Regions from separate parts of the Columba livia genome. Here region 2 is linked to region 1. A link is a contact called in public Hi-C data. All regions are on one chromosome and are shown on one strand. Each heading gives the region's core, a stretch centred on a gene start, on an enhancer-like site or on the middle of the called end of the contact. The rest is flanking DNA. Distances are from core to core; before and after follow the strand shown. Region 1 overlaps PDE5A (phosphodiesterase 5A). Region 2 holds the start of LOC110364879 (WW domain-binding protein 11-like).

Region 1 (6,701 bases), core at 2,061-4,560:
TGGAACATAACTGTAAAATCTTTCACATGAAAGTAATTACTTTTTTTTAATAAGGATTGGCTATGTGTTAGGCATCTGCAATATTTATGAAGCTCTTTGCCATTGAACAGAACTACGTCTGGAGCCGCATAATTACGAGTAACATATTCCTGACCCCTTTAATGTCTCTTAGATGATGCTCTAATAACTTGCCAACATAGTGTGTGATTCTCGAAAAAGCTCTGTAGGTTAACAACAACAAATCCTTACCTATACTGCTTAAAGCATGGTTTTCAACTTCAAACCATTTAGGCATTTTCATTTAGGCAACAGGAAAGCTGTTCAAATTCAGCTGGAATAAGAACAGTGTTCACTGACCTTTCCTGAATGCCTTTTCTAACAAGGAAACTATTTAGCTCCTTTTACTCGCATGATTATAGACACAGATGGAAGAACTAGCATTTCACATTAACCAACGTATTCTAACTCCATTTAAAGTCTACCAATCAGCCAAAGTCTTGACATGCATTTCCTTGTTGACACTCAATCCTATTTAGCAATACATGGCAAAAAGAGTTTTATTACTAACACAACTACTTTGTCAGCACAGAATTAGCTCAACAGATACCCAGTACCAGACACAGACCAAACCACAAGTGATGTTACTGGAAATTAGTAACAAGTGCTATGTGTGACTAAGATGTCATTTTTAAAGGACTGCAGAAAGTAACAAACAATTGTTTGATGACAACAGTCATCAATAAGCACTGACATTTTCAAGTAAGGACAAGGCTTGCTATAAAAGTAAGTTTACAGGTTGCAGGACTGTATTAAACAGGAGCAGATTCTGATCCATAGTGATCTACACAGATAGGTAAAACCAATCCCAGCATAACAATCCTTGTTGAGGAGTTACAGGCATCAGCATACATTCCTTATGTGCTGCGTGCATCCTTCACTGCACTATGGGAAAGCTATAATTTATCCCAGAGATCATAAATGGGAATAGCTGAATATGAAATAACCATTTTCAGTCACTTGTATCAGCCCAATCCAGTCTTTCTTCTATAAAACACTATTTCAGAGGAGCTTGACAGTCATGCCTGCTGAATTTGGCTAGTGATCTCATCAGTAGATGATAAAATTTGAGAGGAACTTTGAAGAGATAGGGGTGAGAAGGGAATGAAAATACAATGGCAGGTAAAATATTTGAAAAAAAGATTATGTGATCCTTCCCTCTATAATCACTTGTATACAACTACACATTAATCTGCATTACATGAGAGCTCAGAAACTTCAGAGGCATTAAGACTTTTTGGCCCTGATTTGTTAAATATTGTACAGAAAGTAGACCTGTCCCTAAAGCAAGAAGTTTTCAATATGAATAGGCAACAAAACCAGAAAATCACTGGGTGAGAAAACTGAGGCACAAGAGACATAGCTTGCGCCAGGCCATGCAGAACGTCACAGTTAAACCTGAAGGCAATCTCAGGTCTGAGACCTGAATAGAACCTCGCTTTATTTCCTGAGCCATTTCTGTCAAAACGTGCTGACCTGACACTAAATACTATTCTACTCATACACTGGGAATATTAAATAATGTATTGCACCCATCTTTGCTTCATTGTGATTATCTTCAAAATACAGAGCACACTTCTAAAAAAATACCAAAACGATGACAATGTTGAAAGAGTAACAGCGAGATTATAATGGCCTTGCTCGCATGTGTTACCATGCTGTATATGTAAGACCATGACAGTGTGACCATTCAGCAAGTACTTGGTATGTTTGGACAAAATGTGCAAAACCAGAGTATAAAAGTATTACTGAAATGCAACTATGATAGTATAGTGTATCTTATCTTGCACAAAGAATGCATAATAATGACTGTACCATAGAAGTACAGAGTGATGAGTGGCTTTCAGTGAAACGACAAATAATTCCCCATGCATTTTCTGTGTTGCTCATAAATCCTTCTTATATACAGTATGCAATGTTTCAGTACTTGTGTGGAATGTTTTGCTACTTTTTCATTCAAACCAACAGTTACCGATAACACACTTCAGGGCAGGGTTTCAATTCAAACTTGCCTGCTAAGGAATGCCAGCTTTCGAGTATCTGAATTCCTGTGGTCTAATGCTGCTAGTGTTGAAATCAACAATATTTCAAGCCAAGTCTCATACCTGTTTTCTCAATTGCTTTCCCTAAAATCACCACTAGATGTCTTCAAATTTCTTTACCAGATCTTGACAGAATTTAGACGTGGAAATAATTTACAGCTTTAGCAACAACTTGAAAACTATTCAGTTTTAACAAAGGAGTTTGAAAGTCAAAGTCACTTGGATATTAAACTTGCCTTCCCATTTTCTTTCCAGTACTTCCTATTTCACAATTGTGTTTTAAGTGTTTTTGTCTCCTTTCTGGCCATGGAAAGGCTTATATAAACTTTATAAAGCCCCATTAGATAGAAACAGTAAACTGGCTGTAAAAGAAGTGTTTTCAAACCAACTAAAAAAGTAGATTAACGAAGACAATAGTTTTTCCTTAAACCCTTTCCAATTATAGTTACTAGAGATGCTGTTTCCAACAGTGGTAGGCAAACAGTTTTTGAAGATGAAGTATGACTTGAAGTTGGTGTCAATTTTTGGCACAACTCAGTCAAATACATAAGCGTACATTTAACTTGAAACATTCAAGTGGTCCCACTGACTTCTGTTTGAATACAGATCTAAATTAAGAACTCTAATTCTTGATTCAAACCATGCTTATGAAAGAGTAAAATAAAAACCTTTTAGAGCTATGAAATAATGTCATTCTTGTCTGATGTTCATATTATTTTTAAAATAGGAGGCAGAGTTTGCTTTATTATTTGTGAGGACTAATAGTAACAGGATATTCTTGGCTATTTTCACGTTTTCTTTAACAACCATACTGCAAACTTAACTTTTCACAAGAAAGCTTTCCTCCCTAGAAGGGACATTCTATTCAGAATATAAAGAAAGACAGAATAAATCCACAATGACTGAAGGTCAAATTCTAAATGATCTTTATTTTTTCTCCACGTGTTTACTTCTTGTTCCAAGCCAAAAACAAACACCCATGATGTACCCAGTGATTTTATCATGGAAAGCCACAGAACAATGTCAGTGACTTTGGCAAGGTAGCTCAAAAGTTGAGTTCTCACCTGCCTGGATGCCTCATGTAAGTCTTAGGCACCACTTCAGTTCCACTTAAATTCCTAAAATAGGGGTTAAGTAGGACTTAAGTGGTGCAGAGGCTTTGGGATGGCTCTCTGTGCTGGGCTGAGTTCACCACAATGCACAAATAAATGGGAAAATATATATCTTTTACTAAGCAAATATATTTTGTGGCTATAATTTCAGTGCCAGCCCTAATGTGAAATTACAACCATTGCGTTAGTCACAAGGGCTATTTGAGTAGAGCTTCTCCTCTGGCACTTCATAAATAGCTCCTTTTGTATTTAATGCCTTTTTTTCTTTCTTTCTTTCTTCAAATCATAGATGAGAAAGCATTCCATGTAAATTTATGTATGTTTCTTTGCCAGTAAGGGACAGGCTTGTACTCTGTGGTTTTATTAATTATATTTATTCATGACAAAAGCAAAATGCTTCCTATTCAATGGTGAAAATTAAAATAGGTGGTAGCATATTAGTTCAAGTGAAGAATGTATTTTCTAAAATAGCTTTGTTTGTAATTCTTGATCTGGATCATATATTCCCACACAATTCAGATTAGCAATCAAATAAGCATGAACATACACTATGATGTACTTTCTTTGATCTGAAGACATCATGGGTGATATACCATTAATTTTATCCTTGTGCAGTGTCCTGATTTTGGCTGGGATAGTTAATTTTCTTCCTAGTAGCTGTATTTTGGATTTAGGATGAGAATGGTGTTGATAACACACTGATGTTTTAGTTGTTGCTAAGCAATGTTTACCCCATATCAAGGACTTTTCAACTTCTCATACTGGCCTGACAGCGAGTAGGCTGGGGGTGGACAAGAAACTGGGAGGGGACACAGTCAGGACAGGTGACCCAAACTGGCCAAAGGGACATTTCGTGCCATATGATGTCATGCTCAGTATATAAACCTGGGGGAATCTGGCCAGGGAGGCGATTGCTGCTGGAGGAGCAGCATTGGCATTGGTCAGTGTGAAGTGAGTAACTGCTTTGTGCATCACTTGTTTTGTATTTTCTCATTGTTATTTTATCTTCCTTCGCTATCCTATTAAACTGTCTTTATCTCAGCCCACAAGCTGAACTTTCTTTTGTTTTTTCTGATTATCTGGCAATGTATGCCTCCACTCCACTTTCTGCCCAGTTGCCAGAAACTTAGACCTTGTTCTCTAAACTCTCATAGGAACAGCAATAAAAATGGAAATGAGAATTCAAATGCCTATTAGCATTATCAGAAGTACTGTAATATGGTAATAAAGTTACCCTGAAACAAAAGAAGGCAAAAAGAGATGTTAACTGTTAAAGGAGTTCACCCCATCTTACTTTCTACCTGTCCTCTAAGGTTTACCAGCTGTATTTTAATTAACGTGTGGTGCATGCCTGTTTGTTTCTGCATTACCTAGGGCAAATGGTACCTAGCAAAAGCACCGTCTTGTAGCTGCTCAGTACTATCTGCTGACTATTATAAGAGTTTATCTTCACGCCAAAGATTCTTTGTCGGGGTTCAGGTTATGGCTTTTTGAGAATTAAAGATTTAAGTCGCTAGTAAGTGGCTTCTTATAATTTCTAAATGACAGTTTCTTCAGTCTAGAGTAACAGATGTTTTAGACCTTGTTTCCAACACACTCAGACACACACCTAGCTTTATTATGTGGGTAACATTCCTCACCTTCCTGAATGCTTTTTGAATCAAGAGTTTAAAATATTTTGGGATGGTCTTGATTCTTTGCAATCATCACAAAGGCATAAGGAAATGATGACATTATTAATACTGAGATCATTAGACTGTCAAGAAAACTTTGCAAGATTTCACAGAAATCTTTTTTTTTCATTACTTGGTTCTCAGAAAAACTCTATAAACATCTAATACAACCAAGTAAGTAGGAGAAAATATGCTGACCTCTGCACTAACTTCCTGTGGTTTTCAAGCCATGGTCTGAAGAATCAGTGGTCTGCTGTCCTCTTGTGCCTTGCATAGGATAACTTACAAAAGCAAGTGCCCTTTCAGCATATTCAGATAATTTGAATAGAATTCTGGGCCTCCACTGGAAAACTATAAGAGATCCTTCAATCATTGAAGTTTCAAACCCACTGCCAACTTACTGAGGTCATGTTGGGGATTAACGTGGTTCATACCTGACTATATTTAGGGGTGGTTTTTTTCATTTTTTTTGCATGTCAGTAGTATCTTTTTATAGGAAAAAACAAAGGCCAAATCACATTTCAGTGAAGAATATTTTCAATAGCTCTATCTTTGAAAATCTGATTTTTCATTGATTTGCTCCAAAAATTAATTTCCTTTCATTTAAAACAAATTAAGAACACATATATTGCCAAACAAAACGATGGCATAATTGCATGTAACATATAATATTTATGAGATTAAACATCAAATAGCCACCTCAAAATGAAAGACATTTTTTTCAAGTCCTCTAGACACAAAGATTAGCAGGCAAATGCCCTAAGTAATTTACTGCTGCAGGAAGCACATTACAAACTGATTGTCTACCGGTCATCAACAAGACAAAAAACCAAAACCAAACACAACTCTACTTGAATTTTTCCAAAGTAATAAATGTAATTGTTACATTCAAAATATGCAGTCTTTGAATTCCAGCAAAGTACAGTTTCCCAGTAAATGCTACTTCTGGAATCCACAGTGAAGCACTATGGAGCACCATGCTGTTAAAGACTTTGATTTTTCCAAATACAGCCCCACCTTAATTCATTTGTAAATATTTCCCAAGCATGCTAATAAGCCAAGATGTATTTATAACAAGATAACCTTATTTCCAGTAAAAGGCTTACAAGACTTGGCTTAATTATTTGTATCTATCATGTCATACATCTAGGAAATGAGACAAAAAATGCCTGGAACAATGCAGTTGCCTTTAAGTGAGAGGAGAATTGGTAGGTGTTTTGGCAGCCTGCTGCTTCTGATCACAAAGAGCACTAAGAGAGAATCACTCCCACATTTTTAGTAGTAGGGATAAACAGGAAGTCAGAAATACAAAAGTATTCTGCAGACTGTTAAAATAAGTATGATATTTGAATGTGACAATGCATGGACTTTTTTTTAAAGGAACATAAAAAGATAAAACTTCAGGAAGCCAAAAAAGGTAATGGATTTAGCCATAAATGCGGTACAATTTTGTGCCAAAAAAAAAAAAAAAGGCTGCAGGTTATGCCTTTATAACATCTAGTTAGAAAAATTGTACTTGTAGCATCTACAAAGAGCCTTTAATGACAGTATGAGTAAATACAAGACACAATCTAAAAGTAGAACTGTTTTACTTCAGAATGTTTCTGCTTTCTGGGAAGCACAAAGATGACGGGCAATTCTAAAATTTTGAAAGGGAAAAAATAACAAGAAGAGCTGAAAAAAAGAATAAAATAAATAGCTTAAATTTAGTAGGAGTGAGGTGTTTAGGAACTCTCGAACCCCTAAGTGTGCAGTAACAAACTCTCCAGCCAGGTTTGTGAACCAGCAACTGAATCACGAAGTGAACCAAATGCATC
Region 2 (6,701 bases), core at 2,139-4,638, 51 kb before region 1:
GATAGACACAAACTCCCATACTTCAAAGTATAATCCAAAATGTATTACTTTTGCCAAATACTGTTGCTGATTTTAACTGAAAAATAATTACTACAGATTAAAAAAATAACAATTTCTGTGTGTCTGTGCAGCCAAAGTTACACATACTGCTAACCAGTTTTAGATTGCTGACATTAATCTCCTAATCCTATCCACCCAAAGAATAGCACTTTCTTTGTATTACTATTTTGGTGTTTGTCTTATGCATATATTTTCTTGAATTGGTTCCTAATTCAAACTAATTTTTATTAGTCATCTTCATTTAAATAAAATGTCAATACCATTTTTTTCTTAGTGCAAATTAAATGATGTCTTACTTTTCTGAACATTAATGCCTCATATACAAATGGCAAATCCCTGTAGCATTCTTGGCTATTTTTTTTTCTTTTTTTCTTATTCCTTATTTTTTTTTTCTTTATTCTTATTCTTTCATATTCATTGGAGACACTGTGATTAATCATCATTAACATTAACTAATGCTAAAAATGATTTTTAAAAGCTGTCAACAGAAATCTTTTTCAAAGTGGTCATAGCCATTTCATAATAGCACTGGCCTAAAGAATTGGTCTTTGATAGTCACCAGAAGTGTCCCATCCTGGTGTTATTCTGCTTCAGATTTTCATCTCTTGCTCTTGCAGTCACATTCTCTTATATTCTTCCTGCCCGTGATTCAGGCTGTTGGTTACGATAATGTCAAATTCAGCTTCCAAATGAGGTTAAAACCACCATATAAAAATGATCCTGTTTAGTTTCCATTTTTCCGTGTGCTTCTTGTAGCCTTCTATGGGAGCCATTCTTCCACGACAGCCTGTCAGTTATGTTGTGACATTTCGTCAGCCTTCAAGAGCTTTGTAATCATCCATTACCCATGGATAATTATGACCCTTCTACCACAAAACTCCTAAGACCCCCATTGCCTAGTAATTCACAGGGTTTTTAAAATTTTCTCCAAATATAAGACATTTACTAAGACAATTATTTTTTTAAAAAAGAGAAAATAATAATAAAAAAACTACTGGGTGCACAGATTGTGGGGCTTTGTCACTCTGAAGCCCAGTTCTGTCTGCTGAAAGAAGTTAGCATAGTATATGCTGGATTAGGCTTCCCAGAATTAGTCCCAATCTTTCCTCTGAACCTCTGGGAAGAGAACAGGCAAGACTGCTCGTTACTTTTATAACATAGCACAGCAAGATTGGAAGAGGAAAAAAGGTGCGAAATGCAGTAGTCTTTAAGATACTGGCCACAACATGATCCCTAAAAAACTATATACATCTATAAAGTAATAGGCTCTTGGGGACAGCCGAGCAACTGCACTCGTACCTTCTTGTGGAATAGGGTAGCAAAAACTACCCTTGCAGATCTTTTCCCATCTCAATTAGATGTAATAAAATAAACATACTATCTTTATATAACCTTGGCATATACATGGTCATGCTATATCTTGAAATGTGGAAAAATAATACAGCAGTGGCAAAACATCAGCCAAATTCATACAGTGTTTGGCAAAATGCAGTACTCTCTTATTACTACGTCTTCTATGTAAGCTTGTGGTTGTTAAATCAGCATCTCAGTTCCGTTTGGCTTGATTGCTTTCTCCGTTAATGAGATTCTTCTCTTGTTGTTCAGCTAGGGATTGCCATTTCTGCCTATTTTTTCTACAGCCATCCAGTAAAGGGTAGCAGGCCTCTGACACATGCGTTAGTGCCTGAAATAAATTAAGAATATGTAAAATAGAGTAGAGTAGAAGAGAAGAGAGTAGGAATATTTCAGTTGCAAGGGACCTACAATGATTATCTAGTCCAACTGCCTGACCGCTTCAAGGCTGACCAAAAGTCAAAGCATGTTGTTGAGGGCATTGTCCAAAAGCCTCTTAAACACTGACAGGCTTGAGGCATCAACCATGTCTCCAGGAAGCCTGTTCCAGTGTTTGACCACCTTCTTGGTAAATAAATGCTTCCTAATGCCCAGTCTAAACCTCACTTGGTGCAGCTTTGAACCACTCTCATGTGTCCTATCGCTGGATACCAGAGAGAAGAGATCAGCAAACAGATTACATTTAACAACAAAAAGATGACTATGAGACAGACTAGAATTGAATTATGAGGTCTATCTAGCTATATTTGAAATTGAACTTGTATTTTGGACTTTAAGGAAGGCTTCTTGTTGCACATCAAACATGAACACAATTACCTGGCACTAGTGTAGATGAGACTGAGCAGCAGTGTCTATACAGCACTTGATGCATAGGTGCAGAAGACACCATAAGTTTGTTGTACCATGCACAAGTGACCTGTCCAGGATTTCTAGTGAAGTACAGGGTGTTTCAAAAAGGTGGACCCAATTTTAAATCTGCAGTTCAGCAGAATGGGGTCCGTCTTTTTGAAACACCCTGTAGTATGCATGGACTTTGTTTGCAAGCCAGCCCTTTCTATGTAAGGCAAGGCTGGTCATAAGGATGACCTTGAATAGTAATCAGACACAGAGCGGGTATAGTCAATGTGACCATATTCACTGATGGTTTGTCAACCGATTCAGAGGACTTCTCCCAGAAATATCTACTTCAAGACAGCATGATAGATAAATTATATTTGACAATAGTGCATTTTAAGAATAACTGTGATTGAAGTTAATCAAGTATTTTTCATGATGTGGCTGTTACTACATCAGAATGAAGGAAAACTGGATTCTGATATTTAAATATAGAATTGAAAATTTAAATGAAGGAACAATTCAAAAGCATTTTTGTATGTTTTTCTTTCCTGATGGAAGTGGTGAAAATGTATCTTCACACTATAATGACACTCAGTCCTTCCTTGCATAAGGGGTTCTGTTGGCTTTTGGAATGAAGTCATACTATTCAGAAGTGTAAAGTGGGAGTTGAATAGTTCAGATGGTGTGAGACAGCCAAGTACGGGAAAGAGTGTTTGATTGTATAACTACTATGACTGACTGTAAAGTACACAGAGAAGAATCCTGCTGATCACTATATAAAACATACAATCAGTCAGAATTTCACATGGAATTTAGGTCTCATTCAAATAACGGGACATAGCGATCTCTAATTCTCCTGTAACTTTACATAGGGACTCAACTGAATTATCAGCTTGCATATGTATCTTCATAGTTCCTTTTCGCTTTATAGACTGCTTCATTAGTTCCAGTAGACTTAAATTATTCTTGATTTACACCACTGTAAGAAGAATGGAGCTGTTAAATCCCTCTGGAGTTTCCCTGTTTCATTTATCTGAATATATCTTAACAGCATTTTAAACTACTAAATGATACACTTTTTTTCAATTAAATTATGAGGAGAGTGAAACACACTTCTTTTTTTTGTTTGTTTGTTTTTGTTCATGGAAGAGTTGTAGATCATTCAGTTTAACTGCACTGATTCCCCAGCTTAAAACAAGCCACAGAACTTCAGTTCATTGACATCTGAACTACTCTGAACAACATGGTAAGTCACATACTTGCAGTGCTGTTTGCATTGTGTGTCAAACTCCTGCTGACCGGATGAAAGCTAAGAAAACAGTGAAAAGGCTGTTGTTACAACCCTGTTTATTGTGTCCATTTATAGCATTAGAACATTGGAGACTGAACTGTGTGTTTGTTCATTTTCAAAGCAACACTGAAGTTGTTAATATGTTTTACCATTTATCACTCAGTGAAGAAAACAAAAACCTGTCTAAGCAGGTAATATCCCATACCTGTACTCCAGTCAAAATAAACAAACACTGTATCAGCTCAAACCACAGCCCCTTCCTTGGATGTTTCCCAGTACTGCTCTGGGTTTTGTCACTTCCTCATAGGCGCCCCATTCTCTTTTGTGCTCTCTGCCCCTGCACTGGTCACTGTCACTTGTCTCAGGTTAGTACACACGCTGGCACACTCTGAGACTACATAAAGTCACAGACACTCAACCAGCTGTTCCAGTTCAGGTCAGACTGTGAGACAGGATGACGAGAGTGATACACTGGAAGCTGTAAGAGGCAACATGTTTTGAATGAAAATATGCTGCGTAGAGCCCCTCCTGTGAACATAGCCTCTCCTTCTTTCTTCCCCAATTAAAGAGAAGGAAGAAGATGCCAAACGTTTGTAGGTGCTTTTGGCTGCTGACCAGGAATGGCTTTGTATTCACTGTGGTTTAACAAAGCTGCAGTTACAAAGCAGAGGCATGGCAGCTAGAACTGACTCATGCACCTCGTTTCCTTGGACAAATTGTACAGGAGCTGGGTACAGTTTACATTTGGTAACCGTTGGCATAAGCTGCAGTGCATATTTTAGATTAAATAATTGAAAATGTTCTGGTCTTTTCATAAATGAATAAAGAGTATAGGAATTCAGACTATGGAGCTGTGGGCATTCAAACCTAGTCAAGTTTTCTGTTCAAAGAATTATCTGTATAGTCTGTACCTTTCCACAGATACTGGGTCTTCTTTCAATGGCCTGCCTCCTACTAGAAACAGTATTCTGTCTTCTCAGCAAAGGCTGCCTTATTTTCTTGTCAAACAGTTTCTAGAGCACAAAAGCACGTGAGTTTCAGCAGCAGCTAGTTGCTCCCTCTTTGTCCTCTACCCTTGTTTCCTTCCAACTGGTGGATGTGGATTCTTTTTAGAAGCCTACTGTGTAAGAGGGAAAAATTTGAGTAATCACCTTGTTCCTCCCATTAGAAGAAGCTATCCGTTCCTCACCTTTGTTTTTCTCACCTCAGTTCCTGTAAATACTTGCTACAGTCTCAATGGACAGGCTTTCACTCTAGTGCTTTACTGGCTTTAAAAAAACCAGAAATCATTATGGTTTTTTTCACACTATATCTGACCAAATATCTGCTTATGCAGTTTGTGACCAGGATGAATAATATTTCAATGAATTCTCTCATGCACTGCTTTTGTGTGTGATGAAAGAGAAAGAAAGAAATAGGATGGGAAATGTCAAACTTAGATAAATTTCCTATATGTAGCATATCACCTTTTGCATGAAGAATTCTGAATTCTTTAGAACTCTTAAACAACACTTTTTTTTCCATGCACTACGTGGATAGCATTCTTTTCATAGATAGCAAAGTCTTAGTTTTGTGATTTTCCCTGATGATCATAGCAGCTTACTGGCAGAATCCAGAATATAACCCAGAGATCTAACACCAAGTCCCCAGAGCACAGCAATTACCACTAGGTTTTTAAAAAATATAACAAAATACATTAATCAGACAAACATACCATTAATGATAAATACTAAAAGTAATAATTTCTCCAAATGAACCATATGTAATATGTATAAAAAAAAAATTATCCTTTTTAACTAGGGGACTAGTTTTTTATTTGATTTTGATCTAATTTTAACTCTGAAATTATTAGGGGCTTCAGTAAGCAGTTCTAGTTTTTAATATTTGCAATTCTTTCATAGGCACCATACCTCATATAGCTGCAAACAAACAGCATCTATGAATCCAACCTGCATGCTGGGAATTTTATTTTTCTTCTCTCTGTTCATTAGATCCTGCAAATAAGAAGTAAACAAGCTCTGTATTTAAATGCATTAAATAAAAAACCCAAAGAGACAGCCTGGAACTAAAAAGCAGCAGCATAAAAAGCACAGCAAGCTCAGCAGGGTATCATTACGTATGTTACGGTGCAGGTATTCTGAGTGCATGACTAGCCTTAGGAGGTGTTCCTTGGACTGACAGAGCCCAAATATCTAGAGAAACAGACAAGCTTACTTGTTTAGGATAGCGTGCAAAAAGGTACCAATTTAGGAGTGTATTTCCTAGACAATTTAGTAATACTAATTTAGGAGAAATAATGCTGTCTGTTCTTGTGGCTCAGAGATAATGACAAAGTGTTGGTGTTTGGGAACCACACAAGGAAACTGACTACTAGGAAGACAGGGAAGGAGTTGGTTCTATATTCTGGGCCCTGGGAGAAATAGTGGCTTTTGAAAGGAATGTGTAGTGCTGTTTGTGGAAGCCGTTTTGAAAGAGGTGATTCTGTATGATTCTGCCACTTACTGTTGGTTCTATGTTGAGTTCCTTCCGCTCTTTATCTCCTTGATCAAAGAACTCAGCAGCTACAAGCTCAGCAATCTGTAAGAGATTTCACATATTGAGCACTCTTTAAGTTTCCTTGCTACCTATAAGCAAAACTGGTTCCTGTGCTTCCTCTTTTCAGGATATATTGAATTGGGACCCGCTATAATGAGACTCTCCAGCTTAACAGCTAACTTTTAGAATTCTTCATGCACACATCTGCATGTGCTGATATTTCTCTGACAAAGCAAGGTGGATAAAATGGCACTTAGGCCTCTCACCACTGAGAACAGTTGGAATGATCAACACATAGGAAAGGTCAGCCGATACTAACTAGAGTGTTGTATCCGCTGACTGTCTTGTAGTAATACAGAAATGTTGGAAAGAACAAAGATTCCTGATTTACCTACAGATTACTGCTAACATGGTGACATAGCTAAATGCATAGATCTTGCTGCAAAGACCTGAGAAAGTCTTAAATCTGCATACAGCACTTTGAAGGACTGCTACTTAAGGCTCTGCATTCCACCACTGCCTTTGCCATAAGGACTGGATGGAGGAGGCAGAAGCTCTTACGCCAAGTTTATATTTAGCAAATCTTGAAATTAAGCATATACCCGTTGCTGAACTGGCCATGGTT

The links. A called contact is a pair of places that touch in the nucleus more often than the background predicts.
Region 2: a Hi-C map of crop shows a contact between it and region 1, with 1.9 times the contacts expected there. The contact joins the promoter of LOC110364879 here to the enhancer-like site in region 1. A contact is called at or near these places in 2 of 2 Hi-C or Micro-C datasets (crop and liver).

Annotation. Positions count from the first base shown.
Region 1 is chr4:67,309,125-67,315,825 of bColLiv1.pat.W.v2, reverse strand. The region is part of intron 2 of PDE5A (phosphodiesterase 5A); the gene reads right to left. The region is part of intron 3 of LOC110364879 (WW domain-binding protein 11-like); the gene reads left to right. Among named protein-coding and RNA genes, the nearest start is that of FABP2, 65 kb to the left of the region's middle. Within about 2 kb of position 3,310, at least 1 of the 3 cell types and tissues checked has an H3K27ac peak away from gene starts, as active enhancers do.
Region 2 is chr4:67,360,332-67,367,032 of bColLiv1.pat.W.v2, reverse strand. LOC110364879 (WW domain-binding protein 11-like) reads left to right here and starts at 3,388. Exons shown (of 4, transcript XM_065062766.1): 1 at 3,388-3,496. PDE5A (phosphodiesterase 5A) reads right to left here. Exons shown (of 22, transcript XM_021298671.2): 19 at 6,679-6,701; 20 at 6,044-6,118; 21 at 5,452-5,535; 22 at 1-1,744. The coding sequence ends at 1,607.